Linked DNA regions of Pan troglodytes: region 1 is linked to region 2. Evidence: chromatin contacts called from public Hi-C data. All regions are on one chromosome and are shown on one strand. Each heading gives the region's core, a stretch centred on a gene start, on an enhancer-like site or on the middle of the called end of the contact. The rest is flanking DNA. Distances are from core to core; before and after follow the strand shown.

Region 1 (5,981 bases), core at 1,094-3,593, 410 kb after region 2:
GGCAGGTGACAAACGTCTCCCAATTCGGAGCAAGGCAGTGCTGGAAACCGGATCTCCTCACCTCCAAAAGAATGGCAGAAGACAACGCTGCCCTTTGCTTTCACTTAGTTTATCGCCTCTCTGTGCCCCAACACCGTCCCCAGCAGGTGGGACACAGCCGATCCCCAGGGGAGTTTCTCCAGGCGGACTGACGCTGTCCATGGGCCAGGCTGCCCCCCTGCTTACGATCCCCAGACTCAGACAGGCGGGGGCCACGGGCGCCTCCGAAGGGTACGTGTCACGAAATGCAGGAGCACACTTCCCCCGCCTCCCTCTCCCCAGCTAAGATCTCCCCCAACTCAAAAGAACTGCCTTCCAGCCCCAAGGAGCCACTCCGCCCCCAGGCAGAGGTCACGCCGCCCACTGCCAGGCTTTCTGCAAAGCCCCTCGGACATCCGGCACAGGTTTCCCACCCCGACACTGCGAGCACGAAAGCCCTGCCTGAGACACGCAGCCAGGACGCACAAGTCCAACCCACGCACACACAGCGACTCCACGCTGCACTGACCGAAGGGGGCATTGCCTGTAATCTGCACACGCCTATCTCCTTTTGGGTCGAGAGAAAAAAAAAAAGATATCATATTTCTTAAAGTGAAAGAAAAATGGCTTTTTTTAAAAAGGGCATTTTCCAGGGTCCCACTGCTCACTCCGGGCGCGCAGGACCCAGCTCCCGGAGCTGTAAACTTTCGGTACAGATTTGCTTGCAGTCAAAGTAGCATCTTTGAAATAAAAGGGGGCTTTTTTGTTTTTATTTTTTAAGTGATTTCTGCCGATCCGATCCCTGGCCTCCTTCTTCGAAGCTGGACTCCCTACCTCCGCCCCTCTTCTCTTTCCCAGTCCCCCCTCCCCTTTGAAAGTGCTTTGAAACCCCCATTAAGAACAGTGTGTGATCAGACTGAGGATTAGGGGAAAAGAACTTCAGCTCTAGGGTGGGGCAAACGGACACAGAAACTGCTTTGTAAAAAACACACAAGAATCCAAATTAAAACACAGCAACAACAACAACAAAAGGAAATAAAAAATTGCCTCTTTTGCCACCTACTTTCAGGTAATGGAAAATGATCGCGACCGCTTGATGACTTTCTTCCTGCGCTGGGTCAGCCCGAGCTTCCAAAAATAAAATAAGTGTGACCCAGGCTGACCACGAAGAACGGAAGAGAGAGAGCTGCACTTCCGAACCGCAGAGACCCGGCGCCAGGCAAGGCGACGCTCCCACCCGCTCCGGGCTAGACCGACCACACGGTGCAGAGGTGGGCACTCCCTCCACCCGGCACCCTGCCTTTTTCTCACCCTGGGGGTCTCCTGCCCCCGAGGCGGGCAACCTGTGTCCCCCAGCCCCACCAGCGCCCCGCCTAGGGCAGCCTCTCCCTGGACTTTGCCTTCCACCAAGAGGAGGAACAGGTTAGAAATGCGGTCGCCTGCAAAGGCAACCTGGAAAATACAAGTGTTTTTCTCTCCCTCTCCCGCTCTCAGCGCCGAATTCGCGGCCAGTGCACGGCTGGGAGCAGACTTCAGGCTAGCTGTCCTCCGTCCCAACCCCCTAGAGCGCGGGCGCGCGGGGTCGCCTGTCGGGGACACTGCACGGGGTGCATACAGAAGTCCCCGCAGAGGCAGGCCGAGCCCAAGCCCCGGGCGAGGCAGGTCCGCGGGGAGCGCCCCGGATCCTCGCGAAGACCCTGCGGGATTTGAGAAAGGGAGGCTCGGGGAGAGACGGACCCAACTCCTGGTCCGGCTGCACCTACTCCATGTTGCCCACAACGCGCCGGCCGCGGCGCCAGGAGAGGAAGAGCCAAACGTGCCTCACCGTGATCGCGGCTTTGCACCAACCCCTCTCCCTTGGATTCTCTTCTTTCTGCGATGTGCAAATAAATCCAGTCTCGATGCAAACTTTTTTCCTTTCCAACCTCTGCTTCAGACCAACTTCCGAGCAATCGGCGGGAGAAAAAAAGAGAATTCGGAGCCAAATTCCCCGCTGATGAACACTCCGGGGTTCGGGGCTGGAGACGACCCCCCTTCTACAAGCGCACGCGGAGTATTTCCTCTTTTTTCTCAATGAACAAGAGGCCGAAGCGCCAACGGCAAGTCCCTTTTCCTGGCAGATGAGCGAATGGGAAAAGAAAACGGCCTTACGGAGAACCTAAAGCCAGATCGCCAAGTGGTGCGGCCGGGGCCGCGTCGTAGCGGAGGCGGCGCGGGGGCGCGGGCCGGGCCGGGCCGGGCGGGCGCGGGGGCCTGGGCGCTGCGCGCTCCGCCGGCCCCTCTCCTCCGCTAGCGCTGCGGCGCGCAGCTCTCGGCTGTGCAGACTGGGCGTTGTGGAGGCGAGGCAGCGAGGCCGAGGCGGGGGCGGTGGGTGCGGAGGAGGAGGAAGAGGAGGAGGAGGAGGAGGAGGAGGAGGAGGAGGGTCTGGGGCCCGCCCGGGGGGGGGCTCGCCGTTGGCCTGCGCCCTCGCCTTTCCGGAGGAGGCAGGGAGCTCTGCGGCGGCCGCGGCAGCAGTAAATGGCGTCATGTGGATCCGAGGCGGAACAGAGCAGTTGTTGTCCCAGAGGATATATCGCATCCGGTCCCAGCTCATTGGCTCCGCGGGGCTACATTCACTCACACTCCAGCGCCCGCCAGCGCTCCGAGCCGCAGGAGGCATTCAAAAGGGCAACCGCGCCGCCCCGCGCGTCCCCAGGCCGGTCCTGCCGCCCGAGCGCCGTCACGCGGGGCGCCCGCGGGGCCGGGCTGGGCACTGCAGGGTCAGTTTATCTAGTTTCAAGGAAACACTGACCTTAAGGTTTGCCCAGAGGCAATGAGGACGAGCCAGAGGCTCGAGCTGACTTAGGGAACTTTCTCCTTGCCACCAGGAAAGGGGAATGAACATTTAAGACTAATCCGGGCCACGCAGTGTTAGCATGAAAAACAAGTTGCAGGTTTTAAGACTTTATCCAGAATCCATTTCAAGTCTACCTCTCCCCTTTTCTGTTCCCCTTTGCGGAGCGGGTGACGGGGGCTGGAGCAGGGGGAGAAGAAGGGGGAGGGGAAGGGGAGCGGGAAGTGAGGTGGGAGGGCTATTGGTTTATTCTTTGTCTACTGGATTAACCCGATTATACACCAGGCACCAGCACAAACCGCCTCCCCCACCGCCGAGCCTTGTACGGGAGGAACGGAATGCAGATTCGAGTTTCAAGTACCTTCTGCTCTTGCTGGGATTTGCTTTTGATTGTGTCGACTTGTAGTTTTTCCGTTTATTAGAATTTCATTTTTAAGGGGGGTTATCTATGAATGGAGGCTTTTTGAAGAGCTTCCTTACTATTTTGCTTCATGCAATAGCTAAAGTCTACAGTCTAAGCCTTTTAACTTAATTCATTAATAGACAGGAACATGATTACTCAGGGCGACAGCATGGGTTTCCGAAATGGGGGGGCGGGGGGGAGGGAAGGGTTGGCTCACTGCAGATTTCCTTCTTCCCTTAACTAAAAGTCATCCTTCATTTCCCACTTTTCTTGCCACCTAGAACATTTCTCAAGATTCTGTTGTCCATGTTGAAGGTGTACTATTCTTTCCCATTTACAAAAAAAAAAAAAATAAAGATAGAAAATGCATACATATGCACTGTCCTAGCTGCCGTTCATTTACTAAGAAATGTGCCTTCACGTGGGAGCACCAGTGGAAAATTAAAACTTGCGCATACACACGCCTAATATTGCATTCTGTCGAGCGACTTACAGAATGCTTTTACTTTACAGGGAAGTACCTGCTTGTACGGTCAAAATTCCCGAATAGCACCTGCGATCTTGCCCCATGCGGGGTGTTCTTGAAAGCAGTGTTAGGAAAACATGGTGCTTCACTCGTCCAGCTTTAACCCAATCCATTTGCAGCTACCCTGGAACTAGCTGCCTTCTTCTGAGCTCCTGCTCTAGAATGTCCCCAGCGCGCTCTCTGCCTCGCTGCGGTCTCACCCTGACTTCTCCATGTTTCTCTAGGGCTCTCCTCTTTCTCTAGGGATTTGGAACCAGAGATGGCAAGGGAAGTGGCATGCGTTATTTCCGGGCGCTGGCCTACGTCCCCCGACCCCTAAGGTGAGGGTGGACGAGGCTACAACGGCCTGCTCCCGAGCGTCCCGGGACTGCGGGCGCAAAACAGCTGGGCCTCTCTGGCCACAGCCGCTCGCCGGACGCCCGAATCCATTGAGCCGGCGGTGAATGCAGGCGCCGCTGCGCTCGCGGCCCCTCTGGCCACCAGGGGGCGCCCGCCCGGCGCGGGGCTAAGGCTGCTTTCTTCTCCGGGACACGACGCGGACAGGCTGGGTTACCTTCCAAAACGTGTGTGCATTAGGCCGGCTGGTTTAAAATGAATACAAAGATATTAATATAAACGACACAGAAGATAGCTTTCCCTCCTGTCTGCTTGGGAGGGTCAAAGCCTGGTTGTGAAAGGCTAGGCAGGAACGTGCTGCCGGTGTGCGGCCAGCAAGTCTCTCGAGCAGAGCAGGTGAAAGCAACGCCGTCGCTTCGCCTCTTCAAACTCCTGCACTCGATGGCGGCTTTTTAGGAGACATCTGTGCCTTGCTTGTCTCCCAGCGCTGCAGGAACTTTGCGAAGACACATCGTTAGGGATCAAAGCATGCAATGGAATTTAGATCAGGAACTTCCAGCTGTTTAGAGAACCTTATATTTTTATGGAGTTAATAGGGGAAAATCTAGAAATTTATATCTTATCTTCCATGAGCTGTAAAGAATCTCATGTCATCTAGCTCTTCCTCCCACCCCCTTTCCTCACAATCTCCAGTTTGCTGACTGGGAAAACATTTAACCTGTAACTTAAGTTCAAGATAAACACAAGAACCCTTTGGATTCTTTCTAATTTACTCCTTAGTCTTTATATTAATTACTGCAACTGTTACTCTTTTTCAGAGACTGAAGAGTATCAAGCTACTATATTGTGCCTCCAAAGTTTAGAGAATTATAATCCAAAAGAGGAACTATGTTTTTGTGTATGTATGATGCATGCACAATGAAATGTCTAGTGCAGCTATTGTAATGTGTCCCCAAACTGATTCTCATGTTACATTCCAAAATTATAACTGAGACTAATTTTGGAAGATACTTTCAGAAGTATGATAGAATGTAAGGCAAAACTTAACACTACACACACACACACACAAACCTGTTTTCAACTGTGTTGTGGAACGTTCTAGAGAGACAACTCTGACACATGAATAGGTGTTGCCATTTGCCTAATGCTGGAAAATACAGAATCTAATTCTGGAAAATGCAGAAATCCATGCTGCACCAATAACTCACTTCTAAGTTTCTTTCTTTCTTTCTTTTTTGAGACGGAGTTTCCCTCTTATTACCCAGGGTGGAGTGCAATGGTGCGATCTTGGCTCACTGCAGCCTCCGCCTCCCGGGTTCAAGCGATTCTCCTACCTCAGTCTCCCAAGTAGCGGGGATTACAAGTATCCGCCACCAAGCCCGGCTGATTTTTTGTAATTTTTTAGTAGAGATGGGGTTTCACCATGTTGGCTAGGCTGGTCTCGAACTCCTGACCTCAAGCGGTCCACCCACCTTGGCCTCCCAAAGTGCTGAGATTACAGGCATGAGCCACCACGCTTGGCCCCAAGTTTCTAATACTCACCAAGTAACATACCTTCCTAGTACTTGTCGTTAAATAGGACTCTGGTCACACACTTGGGATCTGTCATCTCTGGCTTCATTTTATATTCTGTGTTCATTTATTTATAATTACTTCATTTTACAACTATAATCTCAACTTTTTTCAATGAGACAGTACATAAAATATGTGCATTTTGTTTTTTCCAATCTTTGGTTGAAGGCATCAATAGACATGCTTCTTTGCTAGTAGGTGTGTTGAGTGAGTTGAAGTGAGATATTTGTAAGATTGCACTTGCTGGCTGGTGTAAGCTTTGAATTTATGTTGTAGTAACGGGAGAGTGCATG
Region 2 (6,596 bases), core at 1,661-4,160:
AAACTTCCACCTTCTGGTTCTTCCATGAACATTTCCCACTGCCATTTTTTATTTTATTTTATTTGTAGTCAAGAGAGAAAAGGAGACTGAAAAAATAGCATTCATTTTATTGGAAAAGAAACAGCAAATACCCCAAACTGGTTATTAGTTTCTTATAAGTCTATGTCATTCTTTCAGTGAATAACAGTTTTATGTTTTTGCTCAGCTTAAGGTATAAATTTCTCTGTAGTCTTTTTTTTTTTTTCTCAAACTCTTTCTTTCCTTTCCTTTTTTTTTTTGAGACCAAGTTTCGCTCTTGTTGTCCAGGCTGGAGTGCAGTGGCACAATCTTGGCTCACTGCAACCTCCGCCTCCCATGTTCAAGTGATTCTCCTGCCCCAGCCTCCCGACTAGCTGGGATTACAGGTGCGCACCAACATGCCTGGCTAATTTTTGTATTTTTAGTAGAGATGGGGTTTCACCATGTTGGCCAGGCTGGTCTTGAACTCCTGACCTCAGCCTCCCACCCGCTTCAGCCTCCCAAAGTGCTGGGATTACAGGCCTGGCCCTCAAACTCGTAATATTGATGCTTGTATCATGGCTGTTTCTCAAATTTGCTTTAAGAATTGGTCATTTCTGGATAAAGAAAATGTGGCACATATACATATCAAATACTATGTAGCCATAAAAAAGAATGAGTTTATGTCCTTGCAGGACATGGATGAAGCTGGAAGCCATCATTCTCAGCAAACTAACATAGGAACAGAAAACCAAATACCGCCTGTTCTCACCCATAAGTGGGAGTAGAACAATGAAAACACATGGGAGGGGAACATCACACACTGGGGCCTCTTAGAGGGTGGAGGGCAAGGGGAGGGAGAGCATTAGGACAAATACCTAATCCATGCAGGGCTTAAAACCTAGATGACGGTTTGATAGGTGGAGCAAACCACCATGGCACATGTATACCTATGTAACGCGCACGTTCTGCACACGTGTCCCAGAACTTAAAGTAAAATAAAATTAAAAGAAAAAAAGAATTTGTCATTTATTCCTGGAGCCCCTTCTCAAGACTCAGAGCATTAGCATAATAAAGGTTTTGAAGGGGAGGTCAGGAGAAAAGATAAAATATTTAAATTACAAGTAATACAGCTATTAGTTTTGAAGTCATAGACTGTAGAAAATAAGATGATATATACATATAGTTGATCTTGCTCACTGAACCAATTTACTACAATTAACAACAGTGAAAATTACCAGCCTTTGAAAGATATGCTGCATCAAGACTTTCTATACTCATTAGTTGAAATGATCTCCCTGTAGTCTCTGGAGTTGTAACACACCAATTGATAAACAGACACTCTTAATACTTGAAGCATGAGCATCCCTGATTATTACAGACAACCACTGTCTCCAGTTTTGCCTGTGGGATATTCCAGTAAAGGTCAAGTCCATAAAATGGAAACATGGTTGGTATGAAAATAAGCTTCTGAAAATAATTTCTGTCATACTAAAAAAAATAACAAACCATCAATTCCAAGCTTTAGAACTTTCTAATTTTTTTGGCAACTGCAACTTTAGCTCTTCTTTATGTAACACTTTCTGCCCTTAACATTCTATTAGTTTTGTGCCTTCAAGTAAACACAATTCATCCAGCCTGTCCTATAATTACCTAATGCTGAATAATCAGGTTTGTATACCTTTTGGGATTTCATGACTTTTCTAACACACCTAGAACACAGAATGGACAGATCCATTATGATTATCAGCATTTTCTTTTTTAGTTATCTAATAGTTTTGATCATTTTCTAACATCCTCAGAAAGTCATTTTTACTGTCTTTCCCTGTGTCATGAAGACACTTAAAACCAAGGATACATTGGACTTCACATTTTTTGTTGTCATTACTGGGCACGACAGGCTTCTGCTGAGTTCTCTTAAGTTGAGCTACTCTTTGATTTGTGAGCAAAGGTTTAAAAGGCTAAAAAGGGGGAAATTGGTTCAATATTTCAAGCACAATGAAACATTTCTTTTGTCACTTTATTTCCCTGCTGTATTAATTTGTGGTTACTCACCTTCTCCTCAGATCCCCAAGGGAACCCCAAATCTGACTCTCTATGATCTGACATATGAACCCAAACATTTCTCCCAATAAATTACATCTCCTTTGTAATAAAACAAAATTGGCTGCTTTGGGGTATAGCAGAATATTTCAGGCACCATTTGGCCACAGTTTGGTTCATTGCTCATATACATTCTGATGATGGGGATCTCTGTGGCCTAGGTTGGTCTGGGAAGAGGAATGTTGAGTTCACTCACTGGACCAAACAATGCAGGAATGTTTTTTCCCTGTCCATTCACTTAAACAATGTACCATTCTGTACCTTATAAGCACTTAATTTATTCCAACTCTTTGGCCTGACCTGTAATCCCCCTCTCCTTACCCATCTGACCCATCTGTGTTTCATTTCCCACTCATCAGCATCCAAAGAGCTAGGCCCAGGGCCTGTTTGGAACCATTAGACAGAGATTGGCACTCTTCCCTCTTCCTGCGCCACATCCTCCACTGGAAAAAAAATGACCATCAGATCAGAGAACAGAGCCTGCTTTGTCCCCTGCAACAGGGATCTGGAAGCATTTTCAATCATTTGCACTCTATACCCACTCAAACGCATTAATGTGATCAACATTAGGCCTGTTGTGGGCATTTTTTCCAGCAAATAGCTTGCTAACATTCCAGGCATGTACTTCCCTGAAAACAAGACTGAGACAGGGCCCTGAATATTCAATTGGAAAATCACCAAGAGCAAAAGCTTAGCTTGGCACGGCTGGTGTTGATTCTTAATAAGTGACTTCCTAAAGCTGAGGCATGGGGCTTACAGCGTCAATGACTTGTTTGAAAAATATTTTGTAGGTGCCTCATACCACTCTATTTCCTGTGGTATGCGTCATATTGTGAGCTATTCCAAGCTGGCCTGGTTAAGCACGCTAACTTTTTCCCCCCAAGATTGTGGTGTTTAACTAAAAATGTCTTTATACAAGATGAGCTCATAGCTATTAGTGCTGATGTAGTTTTAACTGCTTGGATACCAACTGCAGTCGCTTGAAAATGTACTGCAAAAGGGTAAACGCAAGCAAAAACATATCTCACCCCGTCTAAAATGGCGGGATGCAGTCCCAGCGGCAGCGTTTCTTCAGGGGAGAAAGCTCCAGATTTAAGTACAATGCATACCTTTCACTTTCATTAAAAAGACTTACTGTTCTTAGTACATTACTAAAGTCAAGGTGCTGAAGACATCTGGTACACTGGAATAAAATTAACCCTTTTTATGGCTTCGGGTATTTTGTAAAACTTGCCAAGGAGCAAAGCTAAGGTAAATGGAGAAAACAAGTGTATCTTTTCAATCAAATTTCCAAAAGGGAAACAAAAAGAGATCCAACGACCTAAAATTCTATCTCTGAGATTAAAGTACATACAAGTAGGATTTGCATAAGGTTCAAATAATAAGATATCGAATATAAAATGTCTTGACAGTTATTTAGAAATCAAAAGATGGGTAAGGGAATTAATACTGTTGTGTCCTCTGTATACCTCACATAGCTTTTGGCCTTTCTACCTTCTACATTGTTCTTCACAGCACTTATGGTGTAGAGATTATTATTTTCCTTTTGCAAACAAGGCCAGAGAATCCCAGAGGGATTCAGTAAGCTCCCCAAGGCCACACAGTTGATTAAGTATAGAAGCAGGATTCGAAATTAGGTCAGTGTGAATAGCAAGCTTGTGTTCTATCCCCTACCTTGCTACTTACAGATAAAAATATTTTCATCTCTATTATGGCTGTAATTGTCTACTTGTTCAAAGGCTGTGTGTTGGCCATGGTGTAATGGGCTAGAACAGGAGATGAATATAAATCTGTGTCATATTCCTTCCTGTCTCCCTCTAGTGAATAGGTTACAGACAGTATCTAGTTTGGGGCCCATACCCAGTAGGTGCCCAGTGGCTATTAAGTGATTAGACATTGTACATGCCATCTCTGAATGATTTGTGTTTCTACAATAGGGCCTTTTATAACAGAGAAGAGAGGGATTGATACTCTGGACACTGCTGGGGCTGTGTTTGCCTCTCGGGGCAAATAATTTTCCTTGGTGCCAGGAGCAGCTCTGACGTGGCTGCTCTGCCCTTATGTGGCCTGGGCCTTTGAGATCCAGAGCAAGGGCCTGGCCTGGTCTGGGATAAGGCAAGAATGCATCAAGGTGGAGCCAGAGAAGCCAGAAGAGGCGACTGTGAATGTCTATCTCCACGAACGTGTCACTGAGGAGACAGGAGAATGTCTATAGGAAGTGAGCAAGACAATTTCTGAGACAATGAGTTATTGGACAAATGCACTGAACAGCATTATAAAGGGAAGTAGGGACCTCAATTCCCCTCCATATTTAGGAAGGCACATAATGAGGCCCTACCCATGAAGTGGAAAAAGGGGCTTTTGTGTTGGCTATTCTCTGTGAGTAAGTAAGTGTTTTGGCTGTCTGGCTTAGGGGATACAGAATTATGCACCAGGACTATATATTGTGAGTTGATCCCTTATGCGCTGATATGTAGTGCATTATCTAAAGGAAATAAGTTGCTTCTTGATTGAGGTTTGCAAACTGGGCATGTTTTCTTTTCACAGTATTAAAGAAATATAAAATTTTTACAAAAATTCCATGACTTTCACACCTTACAATTTAGTAAGTTAGCAAAAACATCAGTTCAAAATGTTGAACTAAATGACAACTAGGAGATTGGTTTCTGTTCTCAAGTTATAAGTAGTTCCTATTTTCTACCTGAGGCATTAGAAAAAAGCTTACTTCAAGTGAGTAAAAAATACTCATATTTTGAAGCAATTTGGACTTCAGAAGTTTTATCACCACTGGATTGAGACATTGGGGATAAGCCATACAAATATGTTGCTAAACTAATAAAATCTTGAAGATTTAGAAATATATAGATTTCTTTAATTCTTATGTTTTAAAGTTTATATTTGGAACTATTTAATAAAAAAGCAACATTAGGAAAAAATTTTTTTCTAATGAAAGCAGATAAAGTGGGAGCTGGTCAGAAATCTGTTCAATTCAGGCCTTTTGCAACCTCATCAAAAGTCAAATTATTTTACAATGAATAGTTTTGAATTATTATATTTCTTGCAAGGTGATTTTCTCTCTCTTGTTAGGAAGAGTGACTTCCATTCTTAACAAAGTAACGGGAAAAGAAGAGGTAAGAAAACGTCAACAGGCTAAAATTGTATGATCTATAATGGTGTTTCAGCGTAAATTTGGAAACATTGGCTAGGAGCAGCTGAAGTCCAAAACTCATGATGATCACGTTGATTTGAGTTTTCCCTAAGCCTGTTCCATAACAGGCTTTCATGTTTACCGTAGACATAAATTCACTGTGGTTCTTAAGTAAGGGCTATGTTTGAAAGAAGTGACTAGAATGCCAGGATTTTCTCTCAAGATTACCCCTTCAAGGAAAGCTCCGTGCAACTTTCCTTCCCAGGGCTGCGCACACAAAATTTCAGGAAACAGCAGGTCTTAATTAGGCCTCCAGTTTATAGTTTCACCTGAAAAAATACATTTAAAAAAATCATATATATTCGGCTGTCTAGATTTTTCACGTCAATAAATTCTTGCTAATTAATCACATTAACGGTGCTCCTTAAAAGTTGAAACAGAATCAGAAAACAAACCAAATTCCCCATAAATATCCAACATAAAGACCTATTCACTGATGCATTTTCAGTTTCTAAGAATTTTACAAGTGTTTTTTTCTCCCTAACAGGACACACACACACACACACACACACACACACACACACAAAATATCACTATCTGTAGCTCTCATTCTCTGCAGAGGAAAACAATTCTGGTGGCAAATTTTAATACTTCAGAATGATGTCACTGTGTGAGTACTTTCCTGCTTAGTGCCCATGCGCATAACTGTTTTAAGGGATTAGAGCCTAGAAACCCTGAGCAGCAACATGTCATGTCATCTCAGATCCTCCCAACTCCCCACAAAAGGGAAAAACTAACAATGTGGGGGTGAAGAAAAGAAGGTAAACTGGGAAGGCAGGAGCTAAAGGGACGAATGGACTTCCTCCTGTTTGTGTACCATTGCATTCTTCAAAAGAGCCATCATTCTTGATATAAATTCACTGCACTAATATTCTATTAGAAGCTTTGGTCTGCTGTGGCACCTGCTGTATAAAAGCAGGATTACTTAAATCCTCTTCAGAAACATAAATAAATAAATTTAAAATCTCACTTCCCTCTGTGGTATGTTTCCTGAGAATAGTGCTACTGCTGTTCATTAAGAAAATAATGTTTCAAACTCGTAACCTTAGCTTCCCAAATTTCTTGGGTGTGTGTTTATCAAAATGTACTTGAGTGTGTTTGCTGCAATTCGAAATCTTATTTGTTACTACTCTGTGAGTAGCAGCTAGCCATTTCTTCAACAGGATTTCTGAATGGGATGGATCTTTTAGGAGAGAAAAGATCAGTTACTAATTTTGATAAGTAATTAACTTTAAGTCAGTGAAATGAGAGAATTCCATTTTCAGATGAATAGACTTTAATTTCTATT

What was found. A called contact is a pair of places that touch in the nucleus more often than the background predicts.
Region 1: a Hi-C map of stem cell-derived neural progenitor cells shows a contact between it and region 2, with 8 times the contacts expected there. The contact joins the promoter of SPRY2 here to the enhancer-like site in region 2. A contact is called at or near these places in 1 of 7 Hi-C or Micro-C datasets (stem cell-derived neural progenitor cells) and 1 of 1 datasets of contacts at active chromatin or transcription factors (stem cell-derived excitatory neurons).

The regions. Positions count from the first base shown.
Region 1 is chr14:86,032,338-86,038,318 of NHGRI_mPanTro3-v2.0_pri, forward strand. It overlaps SPRY2 (sprouty RTK signaling antagonist 2), which reads right to left and starts at 2,344. Exons shown (of 2, transcript XM_529573.7): 1 at 1,844-2,344.
Region 2 is chr14:85,625,166-85,631,761 of NHGRI_mPanTro3-v2.0_pri, forward strand. No RefSeq gene overlaps it. Among named protein-coding and RNA genes, the nearest start is that of SPRY2, 410 kb to the right of the region's middle. Within about 2 kb of position 2,911, at least 14 of the 24 cell types and tissues checked have an H3K27ac peak or open chromatin away from gene starts, as enhancers often do. A contact at or near this core is called in stem cell-derived neural progenitor cells, where this site is marked.